2 separate regions of the Mus musculus genome follow, and region 2 is linked to region 1. The links are chromatin contacts, called in public HiChIP or PLAC-seq maps. All regions are on one chromosome and are shown on one strand. The core of a region is the stretch at or near the end of the contact, and the rest is flanking DNA. Distances in the headings are between cores, read along the strand shown.

The links. HiChIP or PLAC-seq counts read pairs in DNA pulled down with a chosen protein or histone mark.
Region 2: a contact with region 1 is called in an H3K27ac HiChIP or PLAC-seq map of embryonic stem cells, with 3 times the contacts expected there. The contact joins two enhancer-like sites. A contact is called at or near these places in 1 of 484 Hi-C or Micro-C datasets (B cells) and 1 of 115 datasets of contacts at active chromatin or transcription factors (embryonic stem cells).

The regions. Positions count from the first base shown.
Region 1 is chr10:24,801,422-24,808,737 of GRCm38.p6, reverse strand. It overlaps Enpp3 (ectonucleotide pyrophosphatase/phosphodiesterase 3), which reads left to right. Exons shown (of 25, transcript NM_134005.2): 8 at 541-660; 9 at 1,183-1,292; 10 at 2,804-2,869; 11 at 4,267-4,339. Among named protein-coding and RNA genes, the nearest start is that of Enpp3, 31 kb to the left of the region's middle. Within about 2 kb of position 3,212, at least 12 of the 459 cell types and tissues checked have an H3K27ac peak or open chromatin away from gene starts, as enhancers often do. A contact at or near this core is called in embryonic stem cells, where this site is marked.
Region 2 is chr10:25,379,484-25,386,799 of GRCm38.p6, reverse strand. All of the region lies in intron 1 of Epb41l2 (erythrocyte membrane protein band 4.1 like 2), which reads right to left. Among named protein-coding and RNA genes, the nearest start is that of Epb41l2, 23 kb to the right of the region's middle. Within about 2 kb of position 4,614, at least 51 of the 459 cell types and tissues checked have an H3K27ac peak or open chromatin away from gene starts, as enhancers often do. A contact at or near this core is called in embryonic stem cells, where this site is marked.

The sequences.
Region 1 (7,316 bases), core at 1,963-4,462:
AGTATCCTGCATATCAGATACTTAACATTACGATTCGTAACAGTGGCAGAATTACAGTTCTGAAGTAGCAATGAAATAATTTTGAGGTTGGCAGTCACCACAACAGGAGGAACTGTAGTCAAGGGTTACAGCATTAGGATGGTTGAGAACCACTGATCTAAAGGTTCTACCCTCTCCCAGAATAGTACTTTCAACCAGGAACCAAGTGTCAAACCAACTGAACCTCTGGGGGACATTTAACAGTGTAAGCACCAGGAGCCAAGTGTCAAAACAACCGAGCCTCTGGGGGACATTTAACAGTGTAACAGTTAAACATTTAACAGTGAAGTCAGAACGAACCATCTGCTGCTAGCTGCAGCTGAGGCCAAGAGACATGGAGGGTAAGAAGCTGCGTCTTCCTGACACTTTAGTTTCAGATCTGTTCCATTGAAAAGTGTACCGTTCTTCCTAGGTGTGAGTAGAGATCTGTCGCTATTGCAGTCTGCCTATCGTTTACTAAAGCATACTTCATAATCTTATTTTTGTGATTAAAAATTATAGGGTTTGTATCCGGAGTCACACGGCATCATTGACAACAACATGTATGACGTGCACCTCAACAAGAATTTTTCCCTTTCTTCAGTGGAGAAAAGCAATCCCGCCTGGTGGAGCGGGCAGCCGGTATGTACCAGTCTCACTCTCCTGGCCTTCTGGCCTCCTGGCCTCCTGGCCTCTGCTTTCATGAACAATGGCTCGGTGTTCTCAGTCTACTCGAGTTTCTCGCCATTCATGTAGTTTCTAATGGCTGAAGATGTGAAGATTTTACCACTATTTATTTATTATAATGGTTTGATTTTTTTTTTTTAAATTTATGGCTGCTTACTGAGGTGGTTTTGTGTTGACATTTGGTCTTGTATCATCAACTGACCCATATTCAACTTTGCTCAAAAAGATAGCTAATTTCCCCCATACTGTTCTGCAATTCCTTCAAAGGTGAAGAAGTACGCGCACGATTCTATCGATGTGGGAGAAATAATGAACTGTTACTACCTTACTCCATGTTCTATTGTTGAGGAGATTGACCAATCATACATTTTAATTTACTGTAAAAACAAGAACAAATTCTCAGTCAAAATAGTTGTTAGCAGGAGGTTATAGTGTTCATTCTTAAACAATTATCCTGTTGTCTTTCACTCTTTATAGATTTGGCTAACGGCAATGTATCAAGGTTTAAAAGCTGCTTGCTACTACTGGCCGGGATCAGATGTGGCTGTCAATGGCTCCTTCCCTACCATCTACAGGAATTACAGCAAGTAGGCAAAGGGCCTTCCCATAAGGATCTAACTAGGCAGGGATCTGTAGACCGCTTTCCTCATTTATTTGTTTGCCTTAAAGATTGATTTGTGTGTGTGTGTTTGTGTATGTATGTGCATATGTGTGCATGCGTGTGCTTGTGTGTTTGTATCTGTGCAAGTGTGTGTATGTGTGTGTGTGTAGAGGGTCAGTTCTCTTCTATCATACAGGTTCTGGATTCAGCTCAGTGGCAGGCACTGTGTCTGCGGTTGTAGTTTTGTTTTTGTTGCTGTGGTTAAATACCATGACGGAAAGCAACTTACAGGAGAAAGAAAGGTATTTATTTAAGGTTGAACTTCTGGGTTGAAATCTTGTCACTGAGAGATGCCACAGAAGCAGAAGCACGAGACAGCTGATCACATCTAGAGTGAAGAGCTCAGAATGGATGGGTGCCTGTGTGATCACCTGCCTGTTCGTGCTGACCTTGACTTCTCCATACTTAAAGAGTTCAGAAGGCGTGGCCTGGGGACTCTACTCCCCGGCTTGTCAGCCATGCTTTTGACTTTCACAGAAGACGCAGTCTGAGGGTTTTGGGTTTTTTTGTTTTGTTTTTTGTTTGTTTGTTTTGTTTTGTTTTGTTTTTGAGACAGGGTTTCTCTGTGTAGCTTTGGCTATTCTAGGACTTGATCTGTAGACCAGGCTGACCATGAACTCATAGAGATTTGCCTGCCTCTGGCTCCAGAGTATTGAGATTAAATGTGTGTCCACTACTGCCTGGCCTGAAAATCTTTTTTTACAGCTTTAGTCTGCACTTTCATCTATCTGTATTACTAAGGCCCCTGTCTCCCCAACTTTCTGTTTCTTTTCTCCTGTGATCTATTCTCAATCATCAGTCAAAAGGTACCTTTGCCAGTCTAGTTACAGCACTCCATCAAGTATTTCAATGGCTCCTGGCACACATGCTCTGTACATTAGCAGACCCATGGATGAGTGCTGATGCTGCTTTGCCCACCTGCCTAGGGATAGCGCCACCTACAGTGTACTGGCTCCCCTTACATCAATTCATAATCAAGATTATCCCCTATAGATATACTTAGAGACCAACCTCTACCTCAAAGTACACTGTTTGCAAATAGACAACTAGTACATGTGATGTATAATGAGTAAAAGCCGACAGTTACAAGTTATCAACTTGACTTGTTGATAATCAACGGCTTTCATTTTAGTTGTGCAAAGTTAAAGGAGAAACAAGTAAAAAGGAAAGAAAGTGACCTTTTTTTGATGAGACGAGTGTGTGGAAGGTCTTTCTGACAGTGGGCCCCTTTCAGTGGAGCGTGCCACGCCCCTTTCAGTGGAGCGTGCCACGCCCCTTTCAGTGGAGCCTGCCACGCCCCTTTCAGTGGAGCGTGCCACGCCCCTTTCAGTGTTTTGATCCTGTACTACAGAATGGATGCATGAGGCATCGACTCCTCCCCCTAAGGAAGAGTATGTTGGAATTACTTGATTAAATTTTTTAAACTTTTTATTTCAGTTCTGTCCCATATGAAAGGAGGATTACAACACTGTTACAATGGCTGGACCTGCCCAAAGCTGACCGGTGAGTGACAGCTCTGTCTAAGAGTGCTCCATTGTGATGTATATATGGTTAAGACTAGAACCTTCTGTACTAGCACCCGTGAAAAACAAAACAAAACAAAATCCTTGGAATTCCCTTTTTATCCTTCTGTCTGTCTTCCCTTCCTTCCCTGTCTGTCTGTCTGTCTGTCTGTCTGTCTTCCCTCTTACTTCTCCTGCTTCCTGCTCCCAGCCACTTCTGGCAGTTTGAGAGGTTTGGTTACATAGCCCTGCCAGCCTGAAAGTCACTATATAGACCAGGCTGCCTTGAACTTCCTGCAATACTCCTGCCTTGGCCTACTGAGTGCTGAGACTGACGACAGTTATGACAGACATTTCCAGAAATGTCTTGCAAACTGAAACCTTCTCTAAGACTGATTCACTCATTAGCACTTTGTAGAGAGTCAGACAGGTCTAGAGCCAAATTACAATTTATTTTAAGCCGTGTGTAGCCCTCTAAATAGCCACTCCTTATCCAGCTCAGACCTGACATCCAGTGACTAACATGTTAAAAAAAAAAAATCAGAATATATTAGCATAACAAAACCCTAGTTTCCAACCACTGAAGAGCTAAGAATACTATCAGATAGCTTCTAGGGCTGTGAGCAGAGTTGTCCCCATTTTTTTGCTGTAACCCCCTGCCCATCAATGTATTTGAAAGTGTCTGATTTATGACCTCCCCTGTTCTGTGACTGTAAGAGCTCCATCAATCTGCTTTTGTGTTGGAACGTAGAATTCGGGGTAAACTAAATCTGCAGCCATGGCCAGTCACATTTGGCTCCACAGTAAACTCTATCCTCCTGGAGGTGAGAGTGGTGTTTGGAGTTGACACAGGCATGTGTCACTAAACCAGCTATTGTCACTGCTTTTTAGTGGGCATTTCCTAAGATTGATTTCTGAGAACAGGTACAGAGACAGAGTCAGTCCCTCGTTGGAGAGGCAGACAGATATCATGACCATACTGAACTGGGGCAGGAATGACAGAGGCCCTGGTTCTTGTTTCTGAGGATAGATAGATTCCAGGCTGAAAGGAGCCAGAGTCACAGACTAGTCAGAGCGTACTGAGAGCATCAGGTAAACTTCACATCGGCAGCCACATGCTGATAGAGGAACAGAGAGTCAGTCAAAGGCCAGACACTAGCACATAGAAAGGGCTGACCCATTAACAGAGGTCTTAGCTACAAAAACAAGATGTTTCACAACTGAGCCACAGTAGTGCTTTTATCTGGAAAGGTGTTATTTACGTCTCATTAGGAGACTCTAATGCACTCAAGTCAAATGTATCTTCTGGCCTCTAGCCTGGATAAGGAGGGGGAGGGGGCAGGCATGCTCATGATCCCAAATTATTAATGTCTCCCTTTGTTTCAATTTTACCTGTAGACCCAGTTTTTATACCATCTATGTGGAAGAGCCTGATTCTGCAGGGCATTCGAGTGGACCAGTCAGTGCTGGAGTAAGATGGGGTTTTCTTGCTGGTTTTGTTTGTTTGTTTGTTTCTCAACAGATGGAAAATCATTTAGGCCTAACCTACAACATAAGACAGGATTTTAAAACTCTCTACTGAACACACACATTTAAGGAATACATGAAACCAAGTCATTAAAAGTCTAAAATCAATATTTCAGTTTAATAGTTCAATCATAAAATTGTTAAAAGTTCTAGGAAGGATAACTGCCTAATTATCGATACCTTAATTCCTTTGATTGGCAACCCGATGGAGACTTTGATGAGGCACTGTTAATTCTCATGCTGAAACCTCAAGGCTAGATACTGCATGGCCACTCAGCACTGTAACATGGACATTTTACGTGAAGGCACTTGCCAGTTTCTGTGCTGTGTCCTGGGTGCCTACCGTACACACTGCCACTCATGGCGGTCCCAAGCACCTCAGGCACTCAATCAATTTCCTCATTAGCAAGGCCACTCTCATACAACTTTCCCACAGGACCATTGTCCTGGAATACTGTTTTCAACACACAAAGGCATTCTGCTTTTGAGCCCCACCCCCCACCCCCACCCCCATTGGCCATAACGTAAAAGCTCCCAGGAGTGAGATGCCCTGAGGAACCTCATTTAACAATGGCCATCCAAATGTGAGCTTGCTTGCTTGCAGCTCCTTTTGTTGTTATTTACCAGGGAAGTCTATTTTCCTTCTTCTTTTTAAGCCGAAGTTGTTCCTAATGCAAGCAAGGCCCTGGCCAGTTCTCACACACTCCGTGGGCCTCTTCAGCCTCCTGGTACTGTTCTAAACTCACTGTGAAATGTTACACTTATTCTCGTGGCTCTGAGGGTGAGGAACTCATTGACTACAACGCCCACTCAGTGTTTATTCTCTGGTTTACCCGCTGTCTGTTTGTTGCTATGCATGTTTGATGAGATTAGTCATTTTAGGAAGGAACACTGTCTCTGGATTTATCTGCCTCTGAATCTGACTTGTACTGTTAGATCTAGTGGGGAAACCCCCACCCAATTCCCAGATTCGGCGTGCACCCAAAAAAATCACAAAGGACCATCTCTTGATGTAATTACATGAGGACGTTTAATTACGTTTAATTACGGAGCTCCGAACCGACATGCATCCCACACAGGAGATAACGGATGTCGGCCACAAGGCTTGAAAACTAGGGGTTTTCATGGGGTAAGGGGCTTAGGGGTGTGGAATTCAGCATAGTGACACACTATTGGCTTATTTAAACATTAACAGAAAGATTACATGTTAACAAAAGGGCATCAGGACTTTGTTCCTGTGGTCTGGGGGCTTATCTTTGTTCACATAGCAACCAGTTGATGTATGTCAAGGGGCAATAGACAGAGGGGAGGTTCCGGCCAGATGGTGTTGACTCAGATAATATAGCCCTGCTGGTCCTTGCATACCTTTTTATCTTTACAGTCAAGATGTTCTTAGGAATGCCTTAACAGCCCTGCCCTGGCAGGCCTGGGGGCTGTTCTGCTTTGTTCTCAGTCCCAGGCTGGGGCTGTGGGCTCCTAAACAACTCACAAGTTACAATATTTCATCTTCCTTCAGTACTGGGTCCCGTTAACTTTTTCCCCCTTTCTTTTCTATGATCTAGTTTGAAAAGTATCTAGTTTTAAGTTTTAAGAGTAATTATGAGAAATGTGCAGAACTTGAGCGCTCAGAGGCGTGTATGAGGTCTTGTTCCAGTAGATGTCGGTGGGATTGTGGTTTGCCAGGAGAAGGTTGTAGTCAGGGTCCTCTGGAGGAACAGAACGAAGGGGATAGAGATTATGCATACACAAGAAAAATCTATTATTGTACAGGCATTAAAATAGTAATGACTGCCTAATTACACCTATGTTACTGCAAGCACCATGATTGCTCTGTCCTTCAAGGTGGGTGCCTCCACCATTGGAATAGTTCCATCGTGGTGCTCTCTTGCTGGGGAGCCACATCTGCCAGCTACTCAGTTTATAGGATGGGATGCCTCAGTCTCGGGCAGGCACCCGGAGTCCAGAAAGTCAGAAACAACATCAAGGTAAATCAATTCCTTGTAGTGAGGTGGGCAGCCACCAGTCAAGGCAGGCCCTCTCACATCCATCAGGACAATCCCTCAAGTGAAGCTTCCTTTCCAGACAATTCTAATCTGTGCCAAGTTGACATTAAAAATCAACTGTTAGAAATTCTCCCCTGAGTAAAAAGGAAATGGGATTGTCAATGGCCAGTAGACTGGGTATATACTACGGGACAACACAGAAGGGCCACATACATATAGACTACTGGCCCCCTTCCCCAGTAGACAGCACCAGAATAGTAAAGAATGATAATAATAGGTGACCATTGCTGTGAGCTACTTAATCCATGCCAAGTACACTCTTTGAAGTGCTGTGTACATAGTAATTTGAATCCCTGACTAGGGCACTGGGAACCAGAGAGAAGGTTACAAAAAAGCCTAGCGTCTAGTCATGCAGAACTCTTTGGGCATTGGGACATTGTTATAAGGAAAGTGGACTGGCCAGTCCTGTGTGTACTGAGAGATCATTTTTATTAGGCATGCATGAGGAGGGAGAAACATTGGTCTCTGCAGTAGTCTACTAGAGAGGGCAGGCTTGGACCTGGAAGGAGGACAGGATCAAGAGTGGAGGAAGGTGTGTTTTTGAGATTCAGTCAGCTGATCGACGGGGTGTGAGGTGGGTGGGGACGGGAGAAGATGGTGCATCTTTGCCCTCTGCCAAAAGCAAATGGCAACTGAATTCATACGGAAAGCTGAGAGCAGGGAAGGGTCTGGAATTGGAAGCATGGAAGCACAGAAGAGGACACGTGGGAGAGTGAAGAGGGATGACAGAAGAGAGATAGGACAACACCTGCGTAAAAGGCTCACAGCAAACAGGAAAATGGACAGAGAAACGGACAACTATAGTTGGAAGGCTTTGCAGTTTTATTATTATCATTATCATTATTTGCAATCGTATTT
Region 2 (7,316 bases), core at 3,365-5,864, 580 kb before region 1:
ACTGTGACAAGCACCACACTCAACCAAAAGCACAGCATACTCCAGCTCAGGTCTTGGCATTTGGTCCACTATGACCAGGAAAGCATCCATGGCAAGAAGCTCACGCCAAGGCACCCAGGAAGCAGAAAAGAAATGGAGTGAGGAAGAGGCCAGCACATCCCAGTGACCTACTGCTTCAGACAGGCCCCATCATCTCCTAAAGTCTCCACTGCTTCTCAGAACTGTGCCTCCAGCTGAGGCTCCAAGCATTCAACTCATAAACCTGTCGGCGACATTTCCATTCAAACCATAACATAATCTGAACTTCATTAAGACTTGTGTTTCATTTACTAGTTTTTATTCATTCCATAAATACGCAGAGAGTGCTCTAACACATGCCAATCACTAGGAGCAGGCTAAAGCATGGCTGCTGCTCTGAGAAAAGACAGTAGCTGGAAAAGCCTGCACAGTCGGCTGTTAAAATGGAACCTGGTAGATGCTGTGCACATCCAAGAGTGACAAAGAGATGGCAGCTAAGCCGACTGGTGGGAATCAGAAACTATTCGTTTTAAAAGGACCAAGAATTAGGGAAGAATTAGGGAAGAATTGGCTCTGAAGTATATAAGTCACTCAAGAGATAGATCGAACTCAGAAAAGTCTCAGCTACTAATCTTTCTGTTGAAACGGGTCTCACAGAATAGTTCAAGCTGGCCTCAGACTTGCAGAACTCCTCAGGCCTCAGCATCTGGAGGGCTAAGATTACGAGCTTCCAGCCTTAATAACAGTGACTGCCCTCTTACACAATGGCTTTGTCTTATGCTGTAAAAACTCTAAGGATCAGGAAACTCGCTAGTAAAATGTCTGCATTCCAAGCTGACGGAGCTGAATGGAGTCCAGCCCCCAGAAGCTACATTTTAGAGGGAAAAGGCAGTCACGGGGTTCTCTCGTAACCTCTGCACTGGGGAGGTAAACCCTGCATTGCTAAAGTTTCCTGGTCAGCCAGCACAACTTGCAGGACAGTGAGAGAGCCTATCTCATTAAAAAAAGAATAGATAATACTTGAGGAACACCACCCAAGCCCTCCAGGGACATGTGCAGGTACATGCATCACATACTCAAACATACACACACAGAATTTCAGGATTTAAGGAGGAAAATGTCTTCAATAACCTTCAACAAGCATTTCCAAAGAATAACAGTTAAATCAGGAATAAATCAGATAGTCTATTTATGTGTATAGCTGTTTTGCTATTTTTTATAGAACAAATACTTTTGGAGGGTTATAAGTCATTAACTGCATAGTATTCTTTATACAAAAATAAAATAACAAAGCAATGAAATAAACAGAATATCTTCAACACATATGCTAGGCCGCAGTTACAGTTGCATGCAGACACTCTCTTGTATGTTTTCGTTTAAGTCTTAATTTACCCGACCCTAATTGCTTTTTAAGAAATTTTATCACAGGGCTGGAGAGATGGTTCAGTGGTTAAGAGAACTCGCTGCCCATCCAGAGGTCCCGAGTTCAATTCCTGGCAACCATATGGTGGCTCACAACCATCTATAGTGAAATCTTGGGCCCTCTTCTGGCATGCAGGTGTACATGCAGATACTCGTACATTAAATAAAAACTCCTTTAAAAAAGGAAAAAAAGAAATTTTATCGTAAGTACTAACTGTAAGATGGCTTAAAATCATTGTATGGTAATATACAAAGTAACTGCCATTCAACCTTCAGACACTTGTGTTTTCCTGTAAGGAAGAGCCTGTCCTTACAAAGGACAACCCTGCACAACTTAAACTGAACTCATTCACAATTCAGTAGTATTATGAATGTGAAAGAAATAACCAAGTATTCATATTATCCTGTTGCTGCCACATCTGGACTAGCCACAGAAAAGCTTTATCTGCTAGAAATGACAGTATTCAGTTTCTGCAGTTTATGCAATTTTAGATATTTTTTAAAGTGCTGGGTCTCTACAAAATAAGTTTCTTATAGTTACAAAAATGTTATAGTTTACAAACCTGACATAGCTTAAACATATAAAGAAGAGTATTTCTAACTAAAGTATAGTATGGCTTCTTTTTATTTACTTTAAAACTTAACTCCCTGTAGAATAAGCACAGAATTCCGTTATACTAGTTTCTATTCTTGGAAAAGAAATGGCTTTTCAAAGCACAGCATTTGGTTTGTATTAGCATGGCATGCAGCTGTATTATTTGCACTGCTGCCCACCATGCAGTACGCGCTCAAAGGACTCCGACGATGGAGGTTCCTATGTAATGCGCACCGAGAGAGTCATGATGGCGACCGGTGGGTGAGGACATGGATAAACCAAGCCACATTTACTCAGAGAAGAAAGCCTACAAAGCTAGAAAGAACTTTTGCCTACACAATGAACAAAACGTACCTTAAACTCCACTGCAGGAAAAGAAAGGAAGTCATAAGCCAATGTGTGCTTTAAAAGGTCAGACACTGTCTACCCAGAGGTGTAGAAACATGATGTGCTCATGAAGACTCTATTCAATTACTGAGCAGTCCTGTACAAACTCATACATTTCAACTCCAAATATGACCTGTTTACGCCAACCAGAGGAAACAGAGCTGCCCGCAGAGACTCTCAGCAGTTAATTAATAATTAATTAATTATTAATCAATCCAGCATGACGAGGTGACCGTGCAGGCAGAGCGCTGAGCTAGCTTTAGGATGAGTTAGAGGCAGAGGTTAGCATGCAAAGCCCTCCTAGCTTCCTCTGAGGACAGGCTTGTGACTCTGAAGGATGCTGGGACTCTCATGGCTCCAAACTGAATCAGTGGCCTGGGAAGAACAAATTATGACATCTAGCTCAAAAAACCAATAAACAAACTCTTCATGACTAAATAGTAAAACAACATTGTAAGCATTAAAGGACCACAAACCATACAACAAGAAGTCCAGGACTTTCACCCAGTTCCTAAGTGCTGATAAGTTGGTATCAGTGTTGTGGCTAACCCTGGGGCTAATTATATTTGATGTTAATTCCGTTCTCCTGTGAGTGGTTGTGAACAAGGAATGAGTCAGCACTCAGGTGATTTCCTCTAAACCTGCTTCCCACCTTAGTTTGTAAAATAAAGGAGAGCTGATGATTGGGCAGATAAAAGGGAAGGTGGAGAGGATGCAGAGGAGGAGGAAGAAGAAGAAAAGCAGAGCAGAAGCACATGGCCTGGAGAAACCGCAAGTTCTAAGGGGTCTCAGAGATGTGGAAGATGGTAGTGTAGCTACCCAATCTGCCCGATCTAGGCGCACAGCATGTAATCATATGAACTGGGTTGGGTTTTCATTGCCGGGCATATTTGGGAGATTTACCGCAACATCACAGTGTAAGCACTCAGCTTCACACTTCTTTACATCACAGACTGTTTTGTGTGAAAGCTAATGGGGATTTGATGGTATTCTAAATTAAAAAAAAAGAAAAGAGCCAGTGTAAAAGGACTCAGAAAGGGGAAGGAAGGAACAAGATTAGGTATGGGGAGAGACAAGAAAGAAACCCAGGGGGCCAGGAGAATGAATCAAAATATACAGCGGTGGGGACTGGGAGTGGGGGTGGGGAACCTCTAGAGTGTCCCAGAGTCCTTGGATGTAGACTACCAGGACTCAATGGAGATGACATTAGCCAAAATGCCCAACAGTGGGGAGATGGAAGAGACCACCTCCAGTAGATAGACATGACCCCCTGTTGAGGCAGGGGAACACCCTCCCATTTTCAATTTTTTTGACCCAGATTTGTTCCAGCCTAAATGAAACTCAGGAATAAAAATGGAGCAGAGACTGAAAGAAAAGCCACCCAGTGACCCCCCAGGCAGGTATGCAGCAGAGGATTGCCTTGTCTGGCCTCGGTAGGAGAGGATGAGTTTAATCCTGTAGAGACTTGATGCTCCAGGGAAGGGGGATCCTGGTGGGCAGTGGGGGAGCACCCTCTGGGGGGGAGGGTTGAAAAACACGGGGAGGGGACCAAGAAGAGGGGCAACGTCTAGAATGTAAATAAAATTAAATTTAAAAAAGAAAAAAATAAAAGGACTTAGGAAACCTGGACATCATACAAAAACAATGACTGGCCAATCACAGTGTAATCCAGCAAACAGCAAGACCCTGATTCAGAAGGTTAAAAAAAATGTCTGCGTAACTGCTTGAAATCCACAGAATATATAAACATTCTTAAATCGGCCGGATGTGGTGGTGCACGCCTTTAATCCCAACACTCGGGAGGCAGAGGCAGGCGGATTTCTGAGTTTGAGGTCAGCCTGGTCTACAGAGTGAGTTCCAGGACAGCCAGGGCTACACAGAGAAACCCTATCTCAAAAACCAAAAAAAAAAAAAAAAAAAAGCACCCCCCCCCCCAAAAAAAAAATCTTAAATCAGTGACAATACTCAAGAAGGAAGCAGACTGCTTCTGGTTAGCTTTCCACTGCTGTGACAATACCTGAGACAAACTAACTTGTAAGGATGAAAGCTTAATTTTGGCACACAGGTTCAATCAAAGGTTTCGGTCCACAGTGAGTCTGCGCCACCATTCCTACGCCCACAATAGAGCTCATGGTAGTTGACAGAGTGAAGTCCAGCAAGGCTGCTTACCCCAGGCAGCCAGGGGCACAGAGGAGGCCGAGATTCCCAGCATGCCTGCAAGAGTAACCCCTCCCAGGACGCAACTTGCTTCCGCAGGTCCCACAGCCTGACCACTCCCCCCTCCTCCCACAGGCCGCAGGCTGTAGAAATCGCTTGAACATCTGGCAACATTTAAAGCCCAAAACTTTTTCTATTAGTACAGAAAAAAAGAAACGGGTCTAACTATTAAGCCCCCTTCCGAAATGCAATAAAGCAAAAAAAATTAAAACATTTACCCAGTGTTTCCTATTTTAAAACTATTTTATGGTAAACAACGAGCCCGCATTGATAAAGGAAAGCCACTTAGCAAAGAGAGTTAGAGCTGTTTAACTAAGGTGGCTGGAAAGTTGGCTCAGCTGAACAGCACTTGCTGCTCTTGCTTAGGACTGGGGTTCAGTTCCCAGCACCAAAATAGGAGTTCACAACTCCTGTCACCCAAGTTCCAGGGGACCCGACAGCTCCTGGCTTCCCAGGATACATACACATGGTGGGTGCACTATACACACACAGTCAAAACACTCACACATAAAAATAAATCTTTTTTTTTAAAGCATCAAATACCATTTTAGAATATACAGTTTCAGTGCAGTTAAGATCGGCACATCACAAAAAAAATTGTAATACTGAACTATATGCTGTAAAAAGATCAAGATAAAAAGTTTGTATATTTTGACTCCAATTCTTTAAAAATCCTTTTTATAACTTTTGCTAATTCCAGGAAGATAACTGGTAAAAACCACCAATGGATACTATATTAGGTAGAAGTTGGATGAAGAACTAGACGTATATGTATTGCCAAAATTTCACTCCTCCTAGATGATATAAAAGGGGAAATCATGATTTCACAATCGAAAAATCATCACCTTCATTACTACTGACTTGTATGGTTCCTGCGATGATGCAATGGGTCTGGCTGTTAAACACTCTACTAAAATGTTTACTCTGGTTTGAATTCTTCAGACAGACTTTTACTTTGACAGAAATAAGGGATACAGAAAGATGAGCTAAATACACCACAGAAACAGTAAAACCCAGTCAGAGAAAGGAAAGGTCTTAGAAGACATGAGGTGGCATCATGTCTTTTTAACAAGTCGCCATTATGAAAACATAATGAAATGAGAATTTCAAAATAAAAGACACCAAGTAGCAAAGGCATGGGTAAGTGAGGAAAGGTTCCTTTGCAAGACCAGTTAAATAAGCACACTGTAGAAGATACCGTGGGAATGACTGCAGATAATACACCAAAAACAAGATAATGTTCGAGAGTTCTGCCAATTAACAGTTATAAAAATAGCAGTGCTCTGATTAAATGTTGAATTCCCTTTTTCACAAATACATAATATAGATGTAGAGATGAAAGTCTCTGAGCTCCATAACTTAAATTATCTGGGTAAAAAATACATATGAAAGGAATGTAATCACAATGCTTCCAGGCAACTAGTAACCTAAAAACCATGGGTAAAAGCCATTCATTTAAAAAGGCAGACAGTAAGAAGGCATGTTACATCATCTTAGTTTATCATCCAAGTCCCTCCACCTGCTACCAATAATGAGAACCAACCAAAACACATAGACAAAACTAGCAAAAACATCAGCATTGATGAAGGAAAGACAAAGGACCCACTGTGTGCCACACGTCTGAAAAGCCATGGAAAAGGCGAAGATTCTAATGGACAGCAGTGTAAGACTGCCCACTGCCATCAGAGACAGACGGCTGGTGTCCATTTCTCTACTGTCTTCTCTGTGTCCGCAGCTGAAAAGTTCCATTGAAAGAATCAAAGCTGGGCTGGAATGAGGGCAGGGAGGAAGAAGGCGAGGGAGATGGGGGTTACAAGAGGCCTTCAGAGGCTCCCTGCAGAGAAGGTTTATTTGATCTCCTCACACATCTTGGTGTCATCTCTAACTTGTCATCTTCCCACTTTAATCCTTATATCCAACTGTCTAGAAAAGAGGAGGAAAAAGTACTTAAGGACACTTGCTTACTGGATGGGAAACCTAGGCAACAACTGGCCCATCCCTGTCATGTAATGTGAGCGAAACCAAGCCTGGCTTAACTGCAAAGCATCTTTCTCCAAATGAAAGCCAGGCCTTCTTTCTAGTATGTATCTGGGTGTGGTGTTTGCAGGCCATCACCTTTCTCAAGTCTGTAAGTGGTTCCATTTGTTTTCATGGGGAGTTTGGGTTCGGCTGATTTCAGAAAATGAAGGACTCTCAGCATCCTTACAGCTGGTTCTGGAACCCTCCTGTAGTGGTATTAAGAAACAAAACCAGCCGGGCGTGGTGGCGCACGCCTTTAATCCCAGCACTTGGGAGGCAGAGGCAGGCGGATTTCTGAGTTCGAGGCCAGCCTGGTCTACAAAGTGAGTTCCAGGACAGCCAGAGCTACACAGAGAAACCCTGTCTCGGAAAACAAACAAACAAACAAACAAAAAAGAAAGAAACAAACAAACAAAACCAGAGTTCTGCAGAGAATGCTCTGCATTAAGAGGACTGGCTGCTCTTCTAGTGAGCCCAGATTTATTCACAGCCCCACACTGGACTTCACAACTGTCTGTAATGCTGGTCCCAGGGAACTCACTCCTGACTGCTCACATGTGAACATACACACATACAGTCACAACACACATACACATAGAAGAAAGACAAGAAAAAACCAGCTCAGTGACCAAGAGGCTCTTCCTCACAGGACCTGGGT